Linked DNA regions of Hordeum vulgare: region 1 is linked to region 2. A link is a contact called in public Hi-C data. All regions are on one chromosome and are shown on one strand. Each heading gives the region's core, a stretch centred on a gene start, on an enhancer-like site or on the middle of the called end of the contact. The rest is flanking DNA. Distances are from core to core; before and after follow the strand shown. Region 1 holds the start of LOC123452368 (signal recognition particle subunit SRP68). Region 2 has its middle 110 kb from the start of LOC123452368.

Evidence for each region. A called contact is a pair of places that touch in the nucleus more often than the background predicts.
Region 1: a contact with region 2 is called in a Hi-C map of leaf, with 1.9 times the contacts expected there. The contact joins the promoter of LOC123452368 here to the enhancer-like site in region 2. A contact is called at or near these places in 2 of 6 Hi-C or Micro-C datasets (leaf and seedling).

Annotation. Positions count from the first base shown.
Region 1 is chr5H:286,898,508-286,902,162 of MorexV3_pseudomolecules_assembly, forward strand. LOC123452368 (signal recognition particle subunit SRP68) reads right to left here and starts at 1,663. Exons shown (of 13, transcript XM_045129020.1): 1 at 1,423-1,663; 2 at 1,270-1,336; 3 at 713-823; 4 at 54-243. The coding sequence starts at 1,528.
Region 2 is chr5H:286,787,762-286,791,476 of MorexV3_pseudomolecules_assembly, forward strand. No RefSeq gene overlaps it. Among protein-coding and RNA genes, the nearest start is that of LOC123452368, 110 kb to the right of the region's middle. Within about 2 kb of position 1,745, at least 2 of the 3 cell types and tissues checked have open chromatin away from gene starts, as enhancers often do. A contact at or near this core is called in leaf, where this site is marked.

The DNA of each region.
Region 1 (3,655 bases), core at 413-2,912, 110 kb after region 2:
TTAAAAAGGATTGTCAACTGAGCACTAAATCAAACAAGAGATAAGAAACACACCTCGGCTTCCAAAGATGTCCTGGAATCTCCTTTTATAGAACATAACTGTGAGAAAAGTGCTGCCCATTTGACTGCCTTCCTAAATCGACCCAACATGTAGATACGCTGCGGTGCATTTGGACCAGCAGTTTTCTTTTCCATAGCATGACTCCATGCTCTCTCAGCCATATAAAATACCACATGTAGAAACCTACACTCATGTGTTCAAATTGCTTCAGGCGTAACCAAGTCTAACAGTTACATACAAAATTGTACTGGAAAATCGCTCACTAAATTGTTAAACCATTTGCTTAAGTTCCCCGATAGTTGTCGCATACTGATTACATGCACTACAAAAGTGTTCATCAACAACAAAAAATGCTAGGGTAAGGAATCAACGATATTGATAAATTACTAATGAATATCACAGGCATGTAGAACACAACTACCAAATGGTGGCTAAAATCTTCGTAACTGATAGTAATCATATGCTCAACAGTAAACAAAGGAAATCACATTGTTGGTTACTTGGTTTTAAATATTGACAATAATAGTTAACATGCCAAATCCAAACAGACCATCTAAATTGACAAAACTACCAAAGTACTGTACTAACCTAAGTGAAGTATGGACAAAGGCAGCAGGCATATGGTAGATTATCAGGAGAAAAAACAACACACCTCACATCAGTCACTGTTGACTCTGTTATATTCCTCCGGGTATATTTACCACGGCCATGCAAAAACTTCAGAGACTTGTAGAGCCTTCTCAGACGCGCAGTACAGTATCTCCTGCAAATAATCCTAAATCCTTCAGACAAAGAGCATACAAAAAATCACAGCAACACCATACTACTAAGTTATAAGCAAAAGAAAGGTATTTGGGTAAACAAGACATGCAACATCTGAGAGGACAAAACTTCCCCCTGATGTACCAGCAACAGAGAAAACGGAGCAAGCATAATGTGTAAAAAGATACTAACTTTCTTTAGACCAGATTACATGTATGAATTCTATTAGACTACAGAACAAGTTCGAAGCAGGGTTTCCATGGGAAATTTGGGGTATGGGGAACAATTGGATGAAAGCATTCCATCACAAGTCACATATCTACTAAGTTATACACGCGTGAAACCGCGAGGCGAGAATCACGGTAGCACGGCACAGTTGAGAAGACGAGCAGGCAGCAGATCTGGGTGGGCGTCAAGTGGGGTGGGATCGGGATTCGGGACGCGCACCTGTAACGCGTGTAGTCGCCGTGGCGAAGGCCGTGCTGCATCTGCGCCTCCCTCATGAGTTCCAACACTGCGCGGAGGAAGGGGGGCGGGATCAGGAGACGCGAGGGGGGAGATTGGGACTGTGGAGAGGGTAGGGAAAGGGGAGAAGCTCACCATTGATGGAGAACCTGACCGGATTCTTCTCCTCGGCCGCGGATGCGGAGTCAACATCCATATCCGACGGCGTCGGCGGCGGCGGCTGGTTGGCGAGCTTCGACATGGCGGCGGGTATGCCTCCGCCCGGCGAGCGAACCTGTCAGATGGTTGCGACGAAACGAGAAGCAGAGTTCGCGTGGCCTCTCTGGATGCGTAAATATTTGATAACTTTGCTCGTTTTGTGGGGAAAAAAAAACTTGTTTCCAAAACTTGTTTTTCTCTTCTCACTTGTTTTGCATCAAATCCTTTGTTGCAATGGTCGAACACTCTCCTATCTATATCTCCCCTAATAATGCGCGCAGCGCTTCTGTTGCACGTCGTCGGTCATTTTGCATAAAAGCCCTCGCGGTTTCAGGTAATTAACCCGCAGTCCAATTTTAAGTCAGAACGGACCGGTTTTTTTGTCATTTTGCAGAAAAGTCCTCACAATTTTAGATAATCAACCCGCGGTCATCTTTTAGTCACACCCGAACCGTTTTTTTTTCATTTTTCAAAAAATCCCTGATGTTTCAGGTAATCAACCCGTCGTCCTTATTTAAGTCAGCCAAAATGTTTTTTATTTTAACAAAAAAAACCTGACTTTTTAGTTAATCAATCCATATTTTATCTAAAACAAAATTATTCATATCTTTTAAACCGTAACTCCGATTTTAACATGTTATATATGAAATTTGATTGAAAAAATGTGTAGAATCTAAATAGGATGTTATTTTTAACTGTTGAATACTTCTTAAATATTATTTTTGGTGCAAACTTAATCTGTAGTGCACGGTCCTTTTTTTCCTCTCTTTCCGGCGACCATACGAATTACAATAAATATCCATTAAATTAAAATCAAATTGACAGGAAAGAAAACATCGTTAATCACACATGCACACCTTTGAAAAATCTCGTGGGAAGAAACAACATATTTCTCATCTTATTCCGAGTGATTGTACATTTAAACACGTTTTCGTTGTGTGAGCACTCAGGCCATCGTCGACAACACAAATGTGATGCCATGTGAAAATATATTGTGTTCAAAGCGTGTGTTATTTTCTCTTTCGTTGCAACGCACGGTTTTTTTTGCTAGTACCTAATAATAAAGCGGCTATTGCTTCCGTCGAAAAACCCACCACGACATTTACAAAAAAGCCCCCGACGTTTCCTAAAATCTACCCGCAGTCCGGATTTAAGTCAAAGAACGAGTCGTTTTTTACATTTTACACAAACCACCCTATATTTAATCCAAACTAACCCGCAGTCCAGGGGCCTCTTTCTTCAATCTCCACCAACTCCCCTTGCCGAACCCCAGCTCGCCAAGCCAACCAGCAGCCATGCCGGCGGCGGTCACCTGCTCCGTCAAGTGCCGCCCCCACCACCGCCTCTCGACGCCGCAGCTCCCCGCCGCGCTCGAGCTCCTTCCCCGCGGCGCCCCGGCCTTCGCCGACGAGCTGCAGGCGACCCGGTGCCGGACCCCACCCTCCCTCTCCTTCGCGCGCGCCTCCGGCCAAGGGGGAGCCCTCCCGTGCCCCTGCCGAAGCCCGCCGTCCGCGAGACGGGCCCGCGCCGCCGTGGCGGGGCGCGAGGAAGCCGGCCCCGCCGCTCCCATGGCCGCGGCCGCCGTGCTCGCCGGCGCGCAGTCGCGGCACGCCATCTTCCGTGAGGAGCTCGTGAGGAGAGCCTACTACACGGCCGATCAGGCCCACCGCGGGCACTCGAGCCAGCCCGCGGCTACAGGTTCTGGTCTCCTCTGAAGTTCAGCTAGCACTGAATTGGAGAATAGCACACAACTACTTGAGGATGTCGATAAGAGTGGCTACTGAAGCAGCCCCCGCCGGCGCCACTAGGCTGCTTGCTGCTCGCGCTGTCTCCGCGCGCGCCATAGCTGCACAGCCCGCCGTCCTTCTCGGGACGCTGAGAATATCCGTGGCATGCGACGTCTAGACTCTAGACGATCTGCGACACTCTGCGTCAAGGAGATCGATGAAGCAGTTTGCATTGACGAGATCACCCGGTATTCTAGGTGGCCGGTACGCTGTCCTCCGATTCAAAGTGTCAACTGAAATTTGGATAGTACGTGTATATGCATCAGGGCCGGTTTGGTCTTTTCCAATGATTATAAATGTTAAAGGAAAATGAAAATCAAAAGTAGGAGGAAAGTGGCATGATAATCAAGGAGTCAACGAGCTGAGTGGCAAATGTGCGAAGC
Region 2 (3,715 bases), core at 495-2,994:
GGCTGTGGGAAGCGGTGGTTCCGGCGGAGGACTCGGCGACGGCGGTCATCGCGAAGAAGGACAAGCCGGCGAGGGCATACCTCCTCGAAGCGCTCTCCAAAGACATCTTGCTGCAGGTGTCGTTGAAGAAGACGGCGGCGGAGCTGTGGGCGAGCCTGAAGACGCGGTTCGTCGGTGCGGACCGGGTGAGGGCGGCGCGGCTCTCCACTCTCCGCGGTGAGTTCGATCGCCTACGCATGGAGGACGGTGACGAGCTGGACGCGTATGCCGGGAGGATCAGCAGCATGGCAGCAAGGTATGCGGCCCTCGGAGCGACGCTCGATGACGTGGCAATGGTGAAGAAAGTGCTCGACACCGCGCCGGACCGGCTGTACGCAGCGGTGGCCGGAATTGAGCAGTTCTGCGACGTCGACAAGATGCCGTTCGAGGAGGCGCTCGACCGGCTGAAGGCGTTCGAGGAGCGGACGAGGCGGCGCACTCAAGACAACGGTGGACGTGGCGGCGACCAGCTCCTACTCATGGCGGCTCAATGGGCGGCAAGGCAACGTCAGCACGGCGGCGGCTTAGACCACGATGATGACGGCGTGGGCAGCACGACGTCGGGCGGCCTAGGAAAGCGGCGAGGAAGCCGCGGGCGCTGCTACAACTGCGGCCAGCGTGGACACTTCCGACGGGAGTGCCCGAAGCCGCGTCAGGCGGAGGCGGCGGAGCACACGCTTGTCGCGGCGGTCGACGACGACGTCGGGCCGGCGCTCCTCTAGGTCACGACTTAGGTCACGGCTTAGGGGGTGATTGTTGGAAATAAGTCATGACAGAGCACGGTGCGACCGGCATCGATACGCCAGGTCGGGTCCGTGGCGGTGCGACCGACGTCGGTGTGTTGGGTCGGATCCGTAGGCTGGGTCACGGCAACACGGCGTACGTGTATGTGCATGTATGTGTGGCGTGTGTGTGCTTGTGGAATCGTGGAGCTGGCCAGGTCGTGCTCGTGGTGGTAGGAGTAGGCCGTTAGCAGCGGGCATGGAGCTAGCCAGGTCATGCTCGTTGTGCGCGTCGCGGGCACTGCTGGACGGATCGCCGCATGCAGATCATGCACGAGAAGCATGGCTGTTACGTCTTTGTAGTCGAAACGCCTGTACGTGCGGTCGGGGCGTTCGTCGCCGAGCTGAGAGTGAGAGAACTGCTGCAACAACCACCCTCCCGTCCCGGTCTGATGTCACACCGCTGTGTGCCCCCTCCTCCTCCGACGAGCTTCCCCGGAGCCGTTGTGCCCCCGGTGCTCGCTCTCCCCGCCGCGGTCGCTCACCTGAGCCGCCTTGTGCCCCCCCGGCCCTGTCTGGCTATGCCCCCGCCCGACGTGCCGCCGTTCCACGTCGCTTGCGTCGCCCCAGGCCTCGCCTGCCGCTACCCTCCAGCCTACGGCTGCCGTGCCCCGCTTGTTGCTCCTGCTGCTCCTGCGCACCGCCGCGTGCTGCCTCTCGCGTCGCCCCCTACCGCGTTACCCTGCTCCTCCCGCCGATGCATGTTGATGCGCCGCCGCCCCTGTTGCTAGTACTACTGTCGCTGCCGCCTGCACCGCCTCCACCCGTTGTGGCACGTGCCACTGTCGTTGCGCACTCACGCGCCTCCTCTTGGCCGCTGTCGTGCTCGCCCCTCGAGCCATGGCTGCCGGTTCCCCTACGTGCCGTGCGTGCCCAACCAGCCACTAGTGTGGCACAACTTGTACCACTGCCGCTAGGGTGAGCCCTTGATTAGATTAGGTGCTAACCCCCATTAGGCTGAGCCCCCATGCTAACTAGTCTATTACATGTGGGGCCCTAGTGCTAACTAAACATTTAATTAAAATCGGTGACAATGACATGTGGGTCCCCCACACTATTGACCAGTCAAACTATGACTTGTTAAACATTCGACAAACCCCTCGTGGACCCACATGTAAGCCTGTGTGCAAGATACACACTTGGGTAAACATAGCATTTTCTGATTTAATTCGAATTAATATATAAATCCAGAATATTGTTAAAACTTTAGAAACCCATATAAAATAATCCATAACTCCGATAAAATTAATTTATACATGATACGCTATTCGTTCATCTGTCACGTGCTCCTAGCATTATGAACATGCACATTTGGCATTAGGATCATCTGTCAAGTAGAAGCTTGAGACCCGGAAAATATCGCCAAATATTATGCCGCTCCATTTGTAACGTGTAGTACCGTGTTAGCTCATCCCTAGCACTGCGTATTGCTATGCCATGCATCATGTTACGTATGCCTGCTTTTATTTATTATTTCTTCCCCTGTTCTCTCCGGTAGACGCCGAAGCTGACGCAGCTCCCGGGTACGACTACGCCACTGATGATCAGCCTTTTTCAGCAGAGCAACAAGGCAACCAACCCCATCGATAGTTCCTATATCGCCCATTCTTTCTCCCCCATGCTTGCATTAGATTTTGCTACTGTTGTAGATAGCACCTATTGTGATGCATAACATGTTTTTGATAAACTGTTGTTATACTCTATTGTACTTTAAATGCTTAGTATAGTGGAGCAGTGATCCCCATTGACACCCCCCTTAAACCCACTTGCCCCCGCTTTATCATCAACTCTCGATCAACTGATCGATGAGCCAAGACCCGTCACATCACTTCACACACACCCTTGTTGTACGACGCTGCAGAGCTACTATCGAGTACCGAGGGTGACACTTCGATACGTACTCGTGATGTTAGCTCTGTAGTGTAGTTAACTGGCGGTGGTTCACGGAGGGTGATTCCTCCTACACCACTTTCGATAACGGCTCTATCGTACACTCATCAAGCGTCGACCATCGAAGGTGATTCCGCCTAGTCTCCTTGATGGATACATCGTTCGGAATCCATCGAGGGTGATACCTCGGATCCCTCTGATGTTGCGACCACACAGCTACTTGACCTTACTACTGGGTGCATGATGAGGTGTGTTGCAGCTGGATTCTCGCATGGATGTGATGAGGCGTGGTCGGGCATTCTTAGCCCTTGCCACACATCCTCGAGACGGAGCGACGAGACCACATATCATGGATTGTTGATCGTCGCTACAATGTTAAATAAAATGCTAATGGGATTTGGGTATTTGATCTAAGTTGGTTGTAGACCTTTTCGCACTAACCTTCATGTGGGAGAATTTATAGGTGCTCGATGTCGTAGTATCAGCCGAAGCTCTTTAGACATTAGCAATGGAGCGGCGCGTGCCCGAGTGTTCCGCGTAAGCATTGTTCTTAGGATTTAGGATTTAGTAGCCCGCCGGACTAACCTCAGCCGCCCATGCATCATGCAGGGGTGCAAAGGGTGATGGGGCCATGACCCCTGCGCGCTTAGGATTGAGACCGGCGGGCTAGCCTCTTTGTTGATCCTAGGTAGGGCTGCGACGTGTTGATGTTTGGAGGCCGGGCATGACCGAGGAAACTGTGTCCGGCCAGAGTTTATCAAGCGTGTTGGGTAATTCGGTGCGCCCGTGGAGGGATGAAAATTAACTATTTGAATAGTCGTGTCCACGGTTATAGGACTACTTGGAATTCTATCCAGATCTAATACAACTAGAACTCTTACTTAACTGGAATGTTTGGCTCCAAGATTGCTTTCTCGCAGGGAATCGAGGAAGAATTTCTCGGCGTGACTTAATTAAATTTGTTGCAACAATATGACTATATGAATGTGTTATTGCTCTACACT